Regions from separate parts of the Sus scrofa genome. Here all the other regions are linked to region 3. A link is a contact called in public HiChIP or PLAC-seq and promoter capture Hi-C data. All regions are on one chromosome and are shown on one strand. Each heading gives the region's core, a stretch centred on a gene start, on an enhancer-like site or on the middle of the called end of the contact. The rest is flanking DNA. Distances are from core to core; before and after follow the strand shown.

Region 1 (5,080 bases), core at 295-2,794, 440 kb after region 3:
ATTCCAGAAAAGGAAGAAACCTCTGAGCATGATGACTCAGCATCAGAAACAGCTTCCATGTATGATTCTTGGCTTGGACCTGTTAGGGACTTAGCCTTGCTTCCTCTGGTTTGTGTAGCTATCACTGTGGGACGCACAATTCTAGAAATACCTGACGCATGAGATTCTGCTTCAGAGACTTCTTCCTCAGTATGAGACTCATTTACTGGAGTTACTTTCGGTCTTTTCCTTACACTGGAAACTGGGGTGCCTGTAACTAAGATCTGCCTTCTCCTGGTTATTCTGAAAATGGGATCCTGGACCTCGGACACAGAAGAACAAGTTGACTCTGCTTCAGAGATCTCTCCATCAGTAGGTTTGTTCATTTCTGGTAATGAGCCTGTAGTTCTGCTCTTCCTCTTCCTGGCTGAAGGAGCTGGACTTTGTTTCTTAGTGGTCTGTGATTCAGCAGTACTTGGGTCATCAGATGGAGACTCCTTCCTGCCTTTTGGATGTGCTTGAATTCTTTTTGCAGAATCCTGTAAGCCAGTGAAAATACACTGTAATTTGGGAAGGGCTGGGACAAGAGCAAAGTGAGTGAGGCACTCCCCTCAGAAGCAGATTTCAAGAGGACACTAAAAAACTCAGCAAGATTAATGCCAAACAGTAATAACCACCAGCACCACGCACAACTAAAAAAACCCAAACAATACCTAAATACTAAATCTGACTCTGCATTTGTAGGCCCTGCCTCTCTAGCATCACCTAAGTCCTGGATCTGACTTTAGGAAACAAAACAACTGAAAAAGAGAAAATTTTTTCCATTCAAAGTCACCTAATGCTAGGTGGACCTACATTCCGACACATACAGGGAAAGAGGGAAGAAAGGGGATTTTAACTCTGATTAAAGATGTGTTTAGGAACACACATCGATGGAATCGGTGGCTGCTCTTACCTTTTCATAGTGAAGTGAATTAATGTAGCCTTCCCTTCATCGCAGCATCAGAAGCTGCGAAAGACCAGCGTCACTGAGTCACCAGGTGACGTCACCGCAGCCCTCCCCACGCCTAAAGGAGGTACTGTGGGGGCACGGCCAGCTTTCTTCCGTGAAAACGGTGCCTTCTCCAATCCAACTAATTAGGCTCACGCTTGGTGGCTTAAACGAATCCTCCTTGGCACGCTGCTAGCAGTAAGGTTAAAAGGCCTGAGCTGTACAGCTGTATTACTGAGCTAAACTACCCAAAGCAAGTTACCCAACCTCTCTATGGAATCAGGCCATGCATTGCCTTCAAGACCTTAGTGAGACCTAAAATGAAGTGCCATGCTCAGCGCCCGGCCCGGTCAGCAGACGCGCGCTGCCAGCTCGGGCCCCTTCGGTCGCTCCTCCCCACGCTTGGCGGGCCCCCTGCGCCGCCCCCCCCCCCCCGAGCACCGCTCTGCGAGGCAGCGAGGAGAAATGAGGGAGCCGTGCGATCTCTTACCTTCGGTTGGGAGCTTTCAGCTGACGTGGCTTGGAGCCCGGCCTGAGGCCGCGCAGACCTGGTGACCACCATCTTCCCGGCGCGCGGCCCCCGCGGCTCCGGCGCCCCGGAAGTGCGTCAGAGGTGCGCCTCGCTCGCGTCTTCCCGCGAGACTCCAGGAACTCGGGGGCAATCTCGTAGCACCTCTGCCCTTCCGACTAGGCTGAGGCGATCGGGGAACCCGGGGATCCCCAAGGACTCGGGACAGACCTTCGTGCGGGCGGTGAAACTCGCGGTGGCTTAGGGCCCTCGTTCCTGTTTGACACGAACGAATTGGAAAATAGCACCTTCTGGCCCACTCCGTCCATCCTCTCATTCGGCAAAGTCTAGGTGTAGCCACGGGCATGGCCGAAGGATACGTTTGCATTATTTATAATACCTTTTTTTTTTTTTTTTAAAGTATACTCTTGTATTACTTGTGAAGTTAAATATAAAAGAAATACAATTTAAAGACTTGGTTGGGGTAAAAGATGTATATGTTAAATACCCAGGAACTCGGAGACTAATTAGGGAGCTATATAATTAAAGGTGAGATGGTGAGTAGGAATTGGGAATAAGCAGAATAAAAGGTTAAGTTGTAGAGCGATTTTAAAAAAAAAGTTTTTGTGGTGATAGGGAAAGAATGATCAGAATCAAGAGAAGGTTTTGTTTTGTTTTGTTTTCCTTTTTTGTCTTTGGTCTTTTTTAGGGCCGCACCCGTGCATATGGAGGTTCCGAGGCTACGGGTGGAATCTGAGCTACACCTGCCGGCCTACACCACAGCTCAGGGCAACGCAGGATCCTTAACTCTCGGGGCGAGGCCAGGGATGGAACCCGAAACCTCATGGTTCCTTTGTCAGATTCATTTCCGCTGCCCCACAAGGGGAACTCCAAGAGAAGCTTTTTTATTTTTCTTTGACGTGAAGGGTGAAAAGCTAGAATATGTTTGAGGGTAATGAAAAGGGATTGAATGGAGTTCCCGTGGTGGCTCAATGGTTAGCGAATCTGACTAGAAACCATGAGATTGAGGGTTCGATCCCTGGCCTCGCTCAGTGGGTTAAGGATCCAGTGGGTTAAGGATCCGGCGTTGCCGTGAGCTGTGGTGTAGGTCGCAGACGCGGCTCGGATCCCGCGTTGCTGTGGCTCTGGTGTAGGCCGGTGGATACAGCTCCGATAAGACCCCTAGCCTGGGAGTGGCCCTAGAAAAGACAAAAAAAAGGGGGGGGGGATTGAAGAAGTAAGTAAACATGTTGGAGGTGAGAAAGAATGAGTGCCTCATAAAATCTTTTTTCCTTTACTTTAGAACAGAAAACTTTTTTTTTTTAAGTTAGAAAGTATAGAATTTTCAGTGGGCACATTGCCATTCAGCTAAATAGTTGCCCTTGGCAGCCAGATATGGCTAAGTTTTGGCTAATTACAGATCGATTAAGTGTTGTTTAGTTCTTTAGGGACATCTTAAAAGAGAGGAGGTCCTCCTTGCCTTCTTTAGCATCATTTCACTCCCTAGGAAGTTGTGTCTCCTGGTTTTCAAGCAGCAGTCTTGTGCCATGAAGATTAGGGCCATGCTTTAAGGTTAGCAGAGCAGTGACAAAAAGACATGGATTCCTGATTTGTTGCACAGCTATCAGTCCTAAATGGCCTAATTTAAAAGATTTTCATCAATAGAAACACCTCTTTTTAAACCACTGTTATTTGGGGGCAGTCTTATGTCCTGCAGGCGAGCCTAATCTGAGCTAAAGAATGGAATAAAAAATTGGGCTGTGGGGATTAGCTACAGAAGAATGCTCTTTCCTTTGAGGCAAGGGGGAAGGGTTGATAGCTGAAGCAGAGAGAATGTAAATGCAGGGAAATTTAAGTGGTGAGGAGAGGATTTGAGGTAGATGCCATCAGTCTCTAAGTAGGTGATTCATCTGCTCAGAAGGATGAAAAAACTTTAGATGGATTTTATGGGGAATTGATAAGGAGCAAAACCAAGGAATTTCAGTACAGCCAGGCAGCGGTGAGATTATATAAGAGAACAGAAGACAGCTAAGAAGAGCAGGTGGAATGGGCAGAGGAAGGAAAGTGAACCATCTGGAGGTGCGTAGTGGGGATGAAAGCAGCAGAGACAACAGCAGCAATCCCAGTAATAGTACTGAGCACCTACTAGACACGGGCAATACCGGGTCCTTAACGTGCCGTGCCACCTGGGAACTTCTTATATATGATAACTTTAACATCAGCAAATGTATGAAATAAGATCACAGGAGAGGGTGTAGGAAATTGGGAGCCTATTAGACAGTGTGCTCTATTTACATACAAGCCCCTTAAACAAAAAACCCCACTTCCAAACATTTACAGTCTAAAAAAGTCAAGAAACAAAATACTAAGATTAAAACATCAGTATATATTCACATGAGAAGACTGAGCTGGCCTGCTGATCAGGGCAAAACCGCCAAGTATTGTTTTTGTTTTCTCTCTACCTCCTCTACCTATTCTCTTCTTAAAGTAGATTTGGGGCAGATATGAAAACAGTAATTATTAATTATTATATAAAGGACATGCTCCCTTCATAGTCTATGTTTTACTAACTAAACCCTTAAAATGTAGGGTTGACTCTGGGAGATTCTCATCTTAACCCAAAGATGAGAGAGTTTCAGTGCACACACCTTCTAAAACTATATTCCATTCATGGTCATTTTGCATATTGTTACATACAAAACCTTACTTTCAAATTCAGTTTGAAGGGTAAGAGGGTCTCCAACGATCTCATCCTCTGGTCTTCAGACCCTTGAGTCTGGGCTGGACCAACTTACGATGAAAAGAACATCGCAAGCGTGGCGAACATGACTTTCAAGGTTAGGTTTTAACAAAAAGGCTGCCTTCCATCTTGGGCTTTCTCACCTGTTCATTCTGTGGGAAACCAGTTACAAGGTGCCCTCTGGTGAGGGCTGTGTGGCAGAAAAGCCCGGGGGCCTCTGGCTTCCAGCCAGCGAGGAATTGAGTCCTGCCGACCACCACACGAGCCACTTTGGAAGCAAACCAAACTCAGCCGAGAGCACAGATGACACTGCAGTTCCAGATGACCCCAAGTGCAACTTTCTGAGAGGCCTAGAGGGGCCCAGGTGCAGCAGGAGCTAATATAGTCACCATTAATTGTGTCTGTTCTAAAATTTCATATAAAGGCAATTATCTGTGTGCTTTTCCCTGCCTAGCTTCTTTCACTCAGCATGTTTCTGAGACGCATCCATTTTACTATGTATTACCAGTAGTTGATTATTTTTTAATGCTGGTCATACAGTCCATCTATCCATTCAGCTGTTAGACATTTGGGTTGTTTCCAGGTTTTAGCTATTTTGAGCAAAGTGCTATAAACATTCATATATGTCTTTTTTGCATCTCTTGAATAAACACCTAGAATTACTGGGTCACATGGTACATGTACATTTAATTTTCTAAGAAATCCCAAGTGATTTTTCATAGTGGTTGTGCCATTTTACATTCCCCCCAGCACTGTATGAGTTCTGCCTTCCCCACATCCTTGCCAACACTTGGTGGTTTCAGTTTTTTTAATTTCAGCTATTTTAGTGGTATTTCATTGGGGTTTTAAGTGCTATTTCTCT
Region 2 (4,801 bases), core at 1,730-4,229, 460 kb after region 3:
GATTTATAATCGACAAGAACAATTTATGCGCTTTCCCCAAAACCAAGATGAATTCAGTTCACAGGGTCTGTGTCTTTGTGGAAAGTCTATTTATAAAAAAATTTAAGTCAGAATCTAATTAATTAGCTGATAATCATTCTAGACAGAATTACAAGTCAGTAGTCTTTGAAAAAGTAACAAAATTTGAGGCAGCAGGACTGACTAGAAGTTAGCAATTAATTCTATCAGGAATGCTATGGCTCAAACCCTCAAAAGGATTTTTAAAAATTTTCATATGGAAGGATGCTTGATTTGCATGCTGGCCTCTCCTGACGAATTTCTCAATTCATGAAGATGGGCATGTTTTCAAAATGTTCATGCTTCTGTGAGGACAAATTATAGAAAAGTCCAATGTTATAATCATATGAGAAATTCATTGACTATATCACAAATCTGGTGATTTTTAATCCTTTATGTTATCGATAGTGAGTAAACATTAACTGTGCAATTTCTTGGCCTCTGCTCTCTTCATTCCATTTGTATCATATATACAAAGCATTATGGAGGATAAGTATCACAATTTAGTGTATCATTGGATCTGAAGTTGTGTAAGAGTTTAAAAAAAATGCCATACGGCTGACCCTTACAACAAATAACTGCTTGAAACGGTCCTAAAAGGGCCCATTTAAAAAAATAAGATTTGATTTCATAAAATTCTAGTGAAATAAAAAAAAATATCGGCTGGAGTTCCCATCATGGCGCAGTGGTTAACAAATCTGACCAGGAACCATGAGGTTGCCGGTTTGATCCCTGGCCTTGCTCAGTGGGTTAAGGATCTGGCATTGTTGTGGCTCTGGCATAGGCTGGCGGCTACAGATCTGATTAGACCCCTAGCCTGGGAACCTCCATATGCCGTGGGTATGGCCCTAAAAAGACAAAAAAAAAAAAAAAAAAAAAATGGCAGAGATTGCAGAATAATTTTTTTTTTTTTTTTTTTTTTTAACAGCAGCACCTGTGGCATATTGAAGTTCCAGGGCTAGGGGTGGAATTGGAGCTGCAGCTGTGGCCTATGCCAGGGACTGAACCCACATCCTCACAGAGTCAACATGGATCCTTAACCTGCTGGGCCACAATGGGAACTCCCAGAATAATTTCTTCAAAAAACCAAACAGAGACTTTTTAGGAAATTTAATGATCTCTCCATCCAATGGGTAAATTTTCTCAATACTGAGTGATTTATTCAGTTTCTTTTTTCAATGAAGTTAAACTGTTTCAAGTAGCATATCCCAGTTTAGGGCTCTGGTTGTTACAAAGTTCTTTACATAAAAACAAAACATGCCTCTCCTAGTCCAACTAAGCTGTCATGTTTTCTCTACATATGTCCGCGTATCAGGTGTTCCTCAAATGTTTTCAATTTTCTCCAGTTTTTGTCCCTCTTATGGGGCACCCAAAATATCACACTGAACCACAATTACTCCTCTGAACAATGTTTTTCAAACTATGGGATGTGACATTACTATCTTAAGAAGTCAAGTTTTAAAAAATTAAAATAAGAAAAAAGTCAGAACACACAGTATACAGAAAACATTTTCATGAAAACTGTGTGTGGTGTGTACCATGAATTGGACTGTAAGGCAAAATGCATTTTTTACGGTGGTTGCAGTCAAATTGAAAATGACTACTTTAGCATGTGATAAGTGAGATAAGAGACAAAATTTCCCCCAATGTGATCAGTATACATACAAATTACTGCAATGAACCATAAGCCCTGGAGAAATAAAAGATCTAGTACTAGACACAGTTTTTTATCTTTGGGAGAAATAGTACACTCAGACGTGGTTAAAAAAAAAAAAAACAAGACATACAAACTGAGCTGCATCCTGGACACAGAATATGCTATGGATTCTGATTCCTATTAAAGCTACAACCAAGTGTCCTCCTCTCCTGATGGGTCCTCCTCCCAACACCAGGCCTTAGGTCCAGCTCACACTCAAGGGGTATGCCTTGTGTTAGTTCATAGCATATCACCAACATCTCAGAGCTGAAACTGACTAGGAACACAGCTTGATAACGTCGTAACAGGACACAGTCTGTTAATTTTTTTTTAATCAAGATTTGTTTCTTTACCTGGACACCCTGGGGGGAAGGGAGCGAGGTAGGGAGGGACGATACATGGGCCCTCTCGGATCCCCTAGTCCGGGAGAGCGATCCAGTAGGGTGGAGAGCTTGGTCATCAGCCATGAACACTGATGAGGCGTCACTCGGATGAAATCGCACCTGCCCAGTTTTTTAAGACGCTCTGCCCCAAAGCAGGTTCGGATGCGACATCCCGCGGTCAGCGGCCCCAGCCTCCTCCCGCCGGCAGAGCCCAGGTGCGCGCCTCGCCCGCGTCCCCTGCGCGCTCCGAGGCCGACCACCTGCCTCCGCCTCCCGGTGCTTCCCCGCCTCTCGGAGCCGCCCGGCCCGGTCCGCGGCCTGCCCCGGGAACCCCGCGTCGCCGCCCTCACCTCCTCGCTGTGTGTAGACGGGCACTTCTTCCGCAGGCGGCCCCAGTTGAGCAGGTTCCCCGTCTGCAGGTGCAGGGTGCTGGCCCGCGCCAGGAGCGCCCCGGCCGCGCGGCTGTCGGTGCCCATGGCAGCAGCTGACGGAGCGGGCCCGGCGGCCGCAGGCAGGGAAGGAGGCCCCCGGAGGCCGGAGAGCGGAGCGCGAGGCTCTCGCTCCACGCGGCGGGACCCCGGCCTGCGCTCGGGCCAGAGGGCGGTCGGGCGACGGCGGAGCGGCGGCCGGGGAAGGACGCGCCAGTGGATGCGGCTCCAGCTACTGCGGCCGCCGCGGGAGAGCTGACTCCCGCTAGAGCAGCCGTTTCCAGGAAGACAATGACTAAGCAGAAATCGCCGCGGAGAAAGTGCTTCGTAACCGTTACCCGTCCCGCGGCGGGGCCGGGCCGGGCCGGGTGGGACGGGGCGGGGCGGCGAGCGGGCGGCGGCGCCTGCCCGCGGGTGACTGGCCCTCTGCCTGCGGCGGGCGTGGCGCTAGGCGCCGGGCCGGCGCGCGGCGCAGGGAGCGCGGGGCGCGCGGGGCGGGGCGACCGGCGGGCGGGGCGGGGCGATCGGAAGGGCGGGGCGGGGCGCCCCCTGCAGGTCAGAGGGCGGGGCGCCGGTCCGCGCCGCCTCCACCCACGGCCGCGGACGGCCTCCCAGCCAATGGCCGGGCACGCTGCTGATGCCCTCACACACCTCTTTAAAAAGACAGCGACGGCGTCCACGGAGGCTTTGAAATACTGGCGGTTTTCAGTTCTCAGAAGCGGGTGTTAATGCACAGGACCCCCTTCTCCTTCAGATCTGCTTTGCTACCGTCTTCCTTAGTTCATTTCCTTTCGCCAGGGCTTTCCCCCAAACGGCTCATTTCCCTTCCTGTCCTTGAATTGAAGGTCTGTTGATTGACACTATTTTGCGGGCCCGTATGCGAAGTCAAAGAGTGAGACTTAATCTCTGCCCTTGAGAAGTTTAAACTCTAGTTCCAGATACAAGGCCAATGAGTAATAATATAAGAATATCGTAGTTTCCAGATGAGTTCAGAGTAAAGAGAGCACTAAAACCCGGCAGTCCGGGGAAGATATGACTTGTGACTATTCCTATTAAATTTCAGGTGCGGTAGACTTGGAATGAACCTCAAATTTAACATTTATTGAGCTTTCCTCAAAAAACTTTTACTTATGTTGAGAGTAATCACATATAGTAAAAAGCAAAATGCTGTTAAAAAGAGATGAATTTCAGTTAGTAAATATTAGGAGAGAGGTTGGAAAGCAAGCTCCTTCTAGGAAGAGTTAGAAATTGAGGCTGATCTTGAGTAAATATTTGTTGCTGAATGAAGGTAAGAATTCATTGAAGAGGAGTTCCCGTTGTGGTTCAGCGTTATGAACTGACTAGTATCCATGAGGATGTGGGTTCGATTCCTGGCCCTGCTCAGTGGGTTGAGAATCTGGTGTGAGCTGCAGTGTTGGTCACAGATGTGGCTGGGATCCCCTGATGCTGTGGCTGTGGTGTAGGCCTGCAGCTGCAGTGCTGATTAGACCTCTAGCCTGGAACTTCCATATGCTGAGATTGCAGCCCTAAAAGGCAAAAAAAAAAAAAAAGAGGAACTCATTGAGGAAAAGATTAATCCCAGAAGCAAGAATAAACAGGGGCCATTTTAGTTAACGGAAACATTTGATTCTTATTTTTTTCCTTTTTTTTCTTTCTTAAGGTCACACCCGAGGCATATGGAGGTTTCCAGGCTAGGGGTCAAATCCGAGCTACAGCTGCCGAACTACGCCACAGCTCACAGCAACGCTGGGTCCTTAACCCACTGAGCAAGGCCAAGGATGGAAACTGCGTCCTCATGGATCCTAGTCAGATTCGTTTCCACTGCACCGCTATGTCACTGAAACATTTGATTCTTATGCTGAATTTGCTTTGGCATCATTTTGTGACTTTTGGCATATTCTCTAATGCCCTGCAAATAATAGTAGAATAAAGCATAGAGGTTATACCTTTGAAACTATTAGATGTGCCTTCTTGCTGGCAATTTATATAGCATGTTGGCCACCGACAAATACCTGTATGGCTTGCAAATCTGAGTTTATCCAGTACTGTTTATTTGAACTTGGAAAAGTCACTTTATCTCTGTGTTTCACTTTCTCCAGTCTGGGCAGGTAATAGTTTAAGCTATATTAAATTGCTGATAATTGACTGTTTTTTCTTGAGTCGATAACTAAGTGTGGTACTGCTGTCCTGAAGGGTGTGCGTGTTTTCTACTTCAATAGATAGAATTTAAAATTGAA
Region 3 (4,770 bases), core at 1,848-4,347:
AGTAAACAAGCACAGGAAACTGTTTCATGGAAGCCCTCTGTCTTTTGCAGAAGCAGAATACACTGACACTCTAGCGATCCAGGTATTTGGGGGGCTCTCTGGCACGAGCATTTGAGGCTCTAGAGCTTCTCTGCTTATTTCCAAGGCCCTTGTTCCAACTGACTGGCTTCTCTCTCCTCACCCTCTAGGCCTCTGTTCGTGAGTTCCACTGCCTCACCCATTTGGCCATCTCACTTTTCTTGAGCTGTTGTACAACACAAATGCTTTATGTCAATTACGGCCATCTCCTGTTTCCAGAACAATTTCTGCCTCCACAACTTCATGTTGTTACTTTGAAGACAGTTTATTTTCTCTCCACCTCAAAATATAGTCAAAAGTCTGTATTTTAAAGCTCCTTCATTACTTCTCAACAGCGCCAATGGATTTTTGAGGCATAACCATGTGGTAAGTCTTCTTGCTGACCCATGATGAACCCATTAACATAAACCTTTTGAGATTTGGGGGTTATTTGCTCTTGCAATATAATCCAGCCTATCCCCACTGTTATACTGAGTTCAGGGAAGTAATTTAGCTTTATCGTTTCACTTTCCTTATCGGTAGAGATTAAATCAGCACCTTAATCTGTAGAGATTAAAATACGGTTGCTCTTGAGGATTAAATGAGATAATACAGGTGAAAGTACTTGGGTACGATCAGGTTAGTAATAACAAATGAGCATAATGGGAAGTACTTGTTTGCTTTTTCAAACATTTAACCTCCAAATTACAAATGGTATAAGATTATTGTCAGCAATTTTAGCTGAAAGTTTGGGCATCTACAAATTAACACATCTTAAGATTACTACAGAGTTAGCCTAACTCATCCTAAGAAACAGCTCTATTTTGTTTCTGTTCATATCATGAATTTTGGGATACCATGAAAAACATGTTTCATATACAAGCATTCTAAAACCCTTAAAGCTTATTAAAGAGATGCTATCCTTGTCTTTTCAAAAGTCTATTTATAATAGGGATCTACTGTTCTATAAGTGTTTAAATGTGGGCTCCAGATTAACATATTTCTCTGCTATTTATATTTAAAATTTCCCTCAGCCATACTACGTATGGGTTATCAGTGGCTGAAGACTACCCAGACCTGGTAAAGATGACAGCCATACCCCATCATTTATATAATAATTCATAATGTTAAAGGTGCTTTTACATACAGTCTCATTCGACTTTGTGTCTTCTGAGTTATGTAATATTTCCATTTCTGGTTGAGGAAAAAGGAGACTTGGAAGGTGGCCTGCCTAAAGTTACAAAAAACTGGGACTGGAACCTGTTTCTTTACTACACATTTCTTGCTTCTTTTACCACAGAACTCTGTAGTAATAAATTACTGGAGTAACAACATGTGTGCTCTACTGCTTTATGTATCATAACCCTACAAGCCTATGTAGCACAAATGTTATATGAAAAGGCAAAATTATCATTATTACATTTTTTTCAAGAATATTAAGTTTTGGGTCAGTGACAATGTGATCATTTCGGGGACCTTTTTTGCTAGCTAGCTTTTTCAGGCTTGCAAACTTGGTAAGCCCAAGATAAATTTAGGCAATAAAACCCTTTAATGCAACAGTACCTTGACGTACAAAAATACTTAATAGCCAACATCTGAGCCAAGAGTTTCACATTCCCACTTTAAAGAAAAACTTTATCAAATAAATTTTGTTTCGACTAAACTTAGTAACACTGAGAAAAAGGGTCTAAACTCCAGAAATTAAAAAACCTGCAAGTGTACTGGCGAAAATGCTAAATGAAAAATTTTTTTAAAAATGTAATTAAGGTCTCCTAAAGTGCTACACCTAGGATCATACACCAAAAGGTTTTAAGAAAACATTTCAAACAAGCCAGTTGCTGTCCAATCTAAGAACAATTTAGCTGATTAACTAAAGTGCCCAAACTCATGTAAACGGTATCTGGTTTGCCTTTTAGAAATTGCACCTCCCTATTTATAATATAGTCTGCTTCTTCAAAATGACAGTATGGCAAACTTAGCTTTTAGAAATAATGCAATTTTTCTTTTTTTTTTTTTTTTTTTGGTCTTTTTGTTGTTGTTGCTATTTCTTGGGCCGCTCCCGCGGCATATGGAGGTTCCCAGGCTAGGGGTCGAACCGGAGCTGTAGCCACCGGCCTACGCCAGAGACACAGCAACGCGGGATCCGAGCCGCGTCTGCAACCTACACCACAGCGCACGGCAACGCCAGATCGTTAACCCACTGAGCAAGGGCAGGGACCGAACCCGCAACCTCATGGTTCCTAGTCGGATTCGTTAACCACTGCGCCACGACGGGAACTCCTTTTTTTTTTTTTTTTTTTTTTTTTTGGTCTTTTTGTCTGTTGTTGCTATTTCTTGTGCAATTTTTCTTAAGAACTTGATACACGTTTGCAAAAAAAAAAAAAAAATCAGAGCCCACTCTTTTTCGCTTCATCGAAATCCAAAATGTCTAAATCGGAACCTTCTAATCTGGCTCATTGTAGACTAGGCGTTTCCACTACGATGGATCTTATTTCTAGTTTCCAGTTTAGGTATTAGCAGTGACCGCGAGGGAAAGTCACTTTTCTGAATGTTTCCCATAAAACCAGAAAATGGGTGGGGCGCCCGAGTTTCCACCCGAATAACGTCTATGAGGTACTATCCAAAGCGTCTTCCTGTGGACGATACAGACACACCGGGTTCTACTTCCCCCATACTGCACGGCCGAGCCCAGGCCTCCTTCCTCTTCCTTTCAATCTCAATTCGGGCGCTTTAGGATGAGCAACTAGAATTCTTTAAACGAAATCCAGCGCCCCTTTGTCTGCAAACTTGGCTAGGAATGGGTTCCGAGCCTCAGCGGGTTGAGAGGGCAGAGGCGGCTTTCCATCTTCGCCAGTCCACGCAGCCACCCCGGCCCGCGTCCGACGCCTGCCGGGGCGCTCCGGTACCGCGGGGCGCGCGCCCGGCCGCTACGGCCCCGGGAAGGGGCGGGACCCCAAGGCGCGTGCCGGGACCACGGAAAGCGGAAGCAGCTGGCGGGGAGGACGGGCGGTTCCCGCCGGCGCGGGTGGGGGAAGGGCTGCAGCCACACCCGGAAGTCGGGCTGGAGGGGGGGAAAACGTGTGGGGGCGAGACTTCCGGTAGCGCAAAGGGTATCGGGAGAGACTTCCAGCAAACCTTCTTCTGTGGCCTCTGGAGGGACCACCGTTACCGCGTCTTCGGCTTCCACGGTCTGCGTTCGGGCTGAACGGCCACAGCGGCCGCCCCTGCCGCTCGCCTGTGCCGGCTCTGTCCGTCTTCGTTCCCCGGCGGCCGCCCGGGTTCCAGCAGCGGCCGCGGCCGACATGTTGTGAGGCGGCGGCGCCGGTGTCTGAAGGATGGTTTGGCCGAGGCAGCGGCAGCGGCTGCTGGCGGCGGCAGCGGGGGCTCCGGCTCTGTAGAGCCCGGCCCGCTGGGTGTCCGCCCGGTACCGCGGCCAGGCCAGTGCCCCTGGACCTTGCCTCTGCTCCGGCGCCGTTGGGGACCGGTTAGGCGACAGCGCACGCCCCTCTGAGGAGGCACGAAGGTGGTTCTCCGGGCTTAGATTTCCGCACCACCTTGCTTTCCCTCGCTGACCTGGGCGGTGCTGTCCCCAGGATCCTCAGCCCCCAACTTTGTTCCCAGCCTCGCCCTGAATCTCACGCACGCGGGTGTTTCTTGCCCTCTTGACCCCCCCTTTATCTCCTGCACCCTATTCTCAGAGCGCCGCCGGGCTCACTCTCCGAGGCGCCCTTTTGAAAGAAGCTTCGTGGAGTGTGGACCAGAGCTGGGGAGTTTTTTACAAGTCGGGGCACGAGAGGTAGGAAGGTACGATGGCCTCCTCATCTGGCAACGACGATGATCTCACTATACCCAGAGCTGCTATTAATAAGATGATCAAAGAGACTCTGCCCAATGTCCGGGTGGCCAACGATGCCCGGGAGCTGGTGGTGAACTGCTGCACTGAATTCATTCACCTTGTATCTTCTGAAGCCAATGAGATTTGCAACAAATCGGAAAAGAAGACCATCTCGCCAGAGCACGTCATACAAGGTAAGTGGTCTCTGTGGGCTTTTGCTGCCGAAGAGGGGCCGGCCGGGGACGGCGTGCTCGTGGGCGACGCCGTCATGTCCCAGCCCTCAGGCTGGTCCTGGTGGCTTAGTGCTGGTCGCTGACAAGGCCCCGCGGGCGTGGGGGCAGCCGGCGCCTTCACATCCCCGTGGCGGGTTCTCGCCCTTTTCAAGCAGCGGATGGTGGAAGAGCTGCCCAGCGGCGGGGCCAGCTGGCGTGCCCCCGGCTCGAGCGGGAGGGGTGCTCTCAGTTTACAGCCGGGCCAGCCGAAGCGGCAGGAGTTTTGCCTGCCTGCGGTGGAACCCGGACGTGAGGAGCGAGAAGGAGCCTGCGGAAGGGGGACCGAGGGCGTGACAACGGAGAGGAACCCAGAAGCTGTCCCGCGGAGGCTCTGAATGCAGACGGGACCTTCATCCCCACCCGAGCCCTGCCCCAGGGTGGAGGGAAAGACGCGTGTTGAGAACGCGGGGAGAGTGGGAGGAACGTGGATGTTGAGCGCTGCGCGGTGGATTAGGGTTGGATGGAGAGAGTGTCTGTGTTCTCTGCTTTGAAAATGGTCCTGCCGGCCAGCAACAAGTTGCCAGAGCTCTCAAGTTCTATTCTGTAAGAAAAGGCACCCTTTCCTCTCCCTCCTCTCCTTTCCTTCTCTTTCCTTCCTTCCTTCCC

What was found. Promoter capture Hi-C pulls out the DNA fragments that hold promoters and counts their contacts. HiChIP or PLAC-seq counts read pairs in DNA pulled down with a chosen protein or histone mark.
Region 1: a contact with region 3 is called in an H3K27ac HiChIP or PLAC-seq map of alveolar macrophages. The contact joins the promoter of DNTTIP2 here to the promoter of DR1 in region 3. A contact is called at or near these places in 2 of 5 promoter capture datasets (fetal liver and liver) and 1 of 2 datasets of contacts at active chromatin or transcription factors (alveolar macrophages).
Region 2: a promoter capture Hi-C map of liver shows a contact between it and region 3, with 3 times the contacts expected there. The contact joins the promoter of GCLM here to the promoter of DR1 in region 3. A contact is called at or near these places in 2 of 5 promoter capture datasets (fetal liver and liver), 1 of 47 Hi-C or Micro-C datasets (heart right ventricle) and 1 of 2 datasets of contacts at active chromatin or transcription factors (alveolar macrophages).

What each region holds. Positions count from the first base shown.
Region 1 is chr4:123,391,235-123,396,314 of Sscrofa11.1, reverse strand. It overlaps DNTTIP2 (deoxynucleotidyltransferase terminal interacting protein 2), which reads right to left and starts at 1,544. Exons shown (of 7, transcript NM_001243674.1): 1 at 1,461-1,544; 2 at 1-518. The coding sequence starts at 1,532.
Region 2 is chr4:123,369,376-123,374,176 of Sscrofa11.1, reverse strand. GCLM (glutamate--cysteine ligase regulatory subunit) reads right to left here and starts at 2,979. Exons shown (of 7, transcript XM_001926378.4): 1 at 2,487-2,979. The coding sequence starts at 2,612.
Region 3 is chr4:123,834,202-123,838,971 of Sscrofa11.1, reverse strand. DR1 (protein Dr1) reads left to right here and starts at 3,097. Exons shown (of 3, transcript XM_001928479.5): 1 at 3,097-4,086. The coding sequence starts at 3,867. It overlaps CCDC18 (coiled-coil domain-containing protein 18), which reads left to right. Exons shown (of 32, transcript XM_021090190.1): 32 at 189-1,391.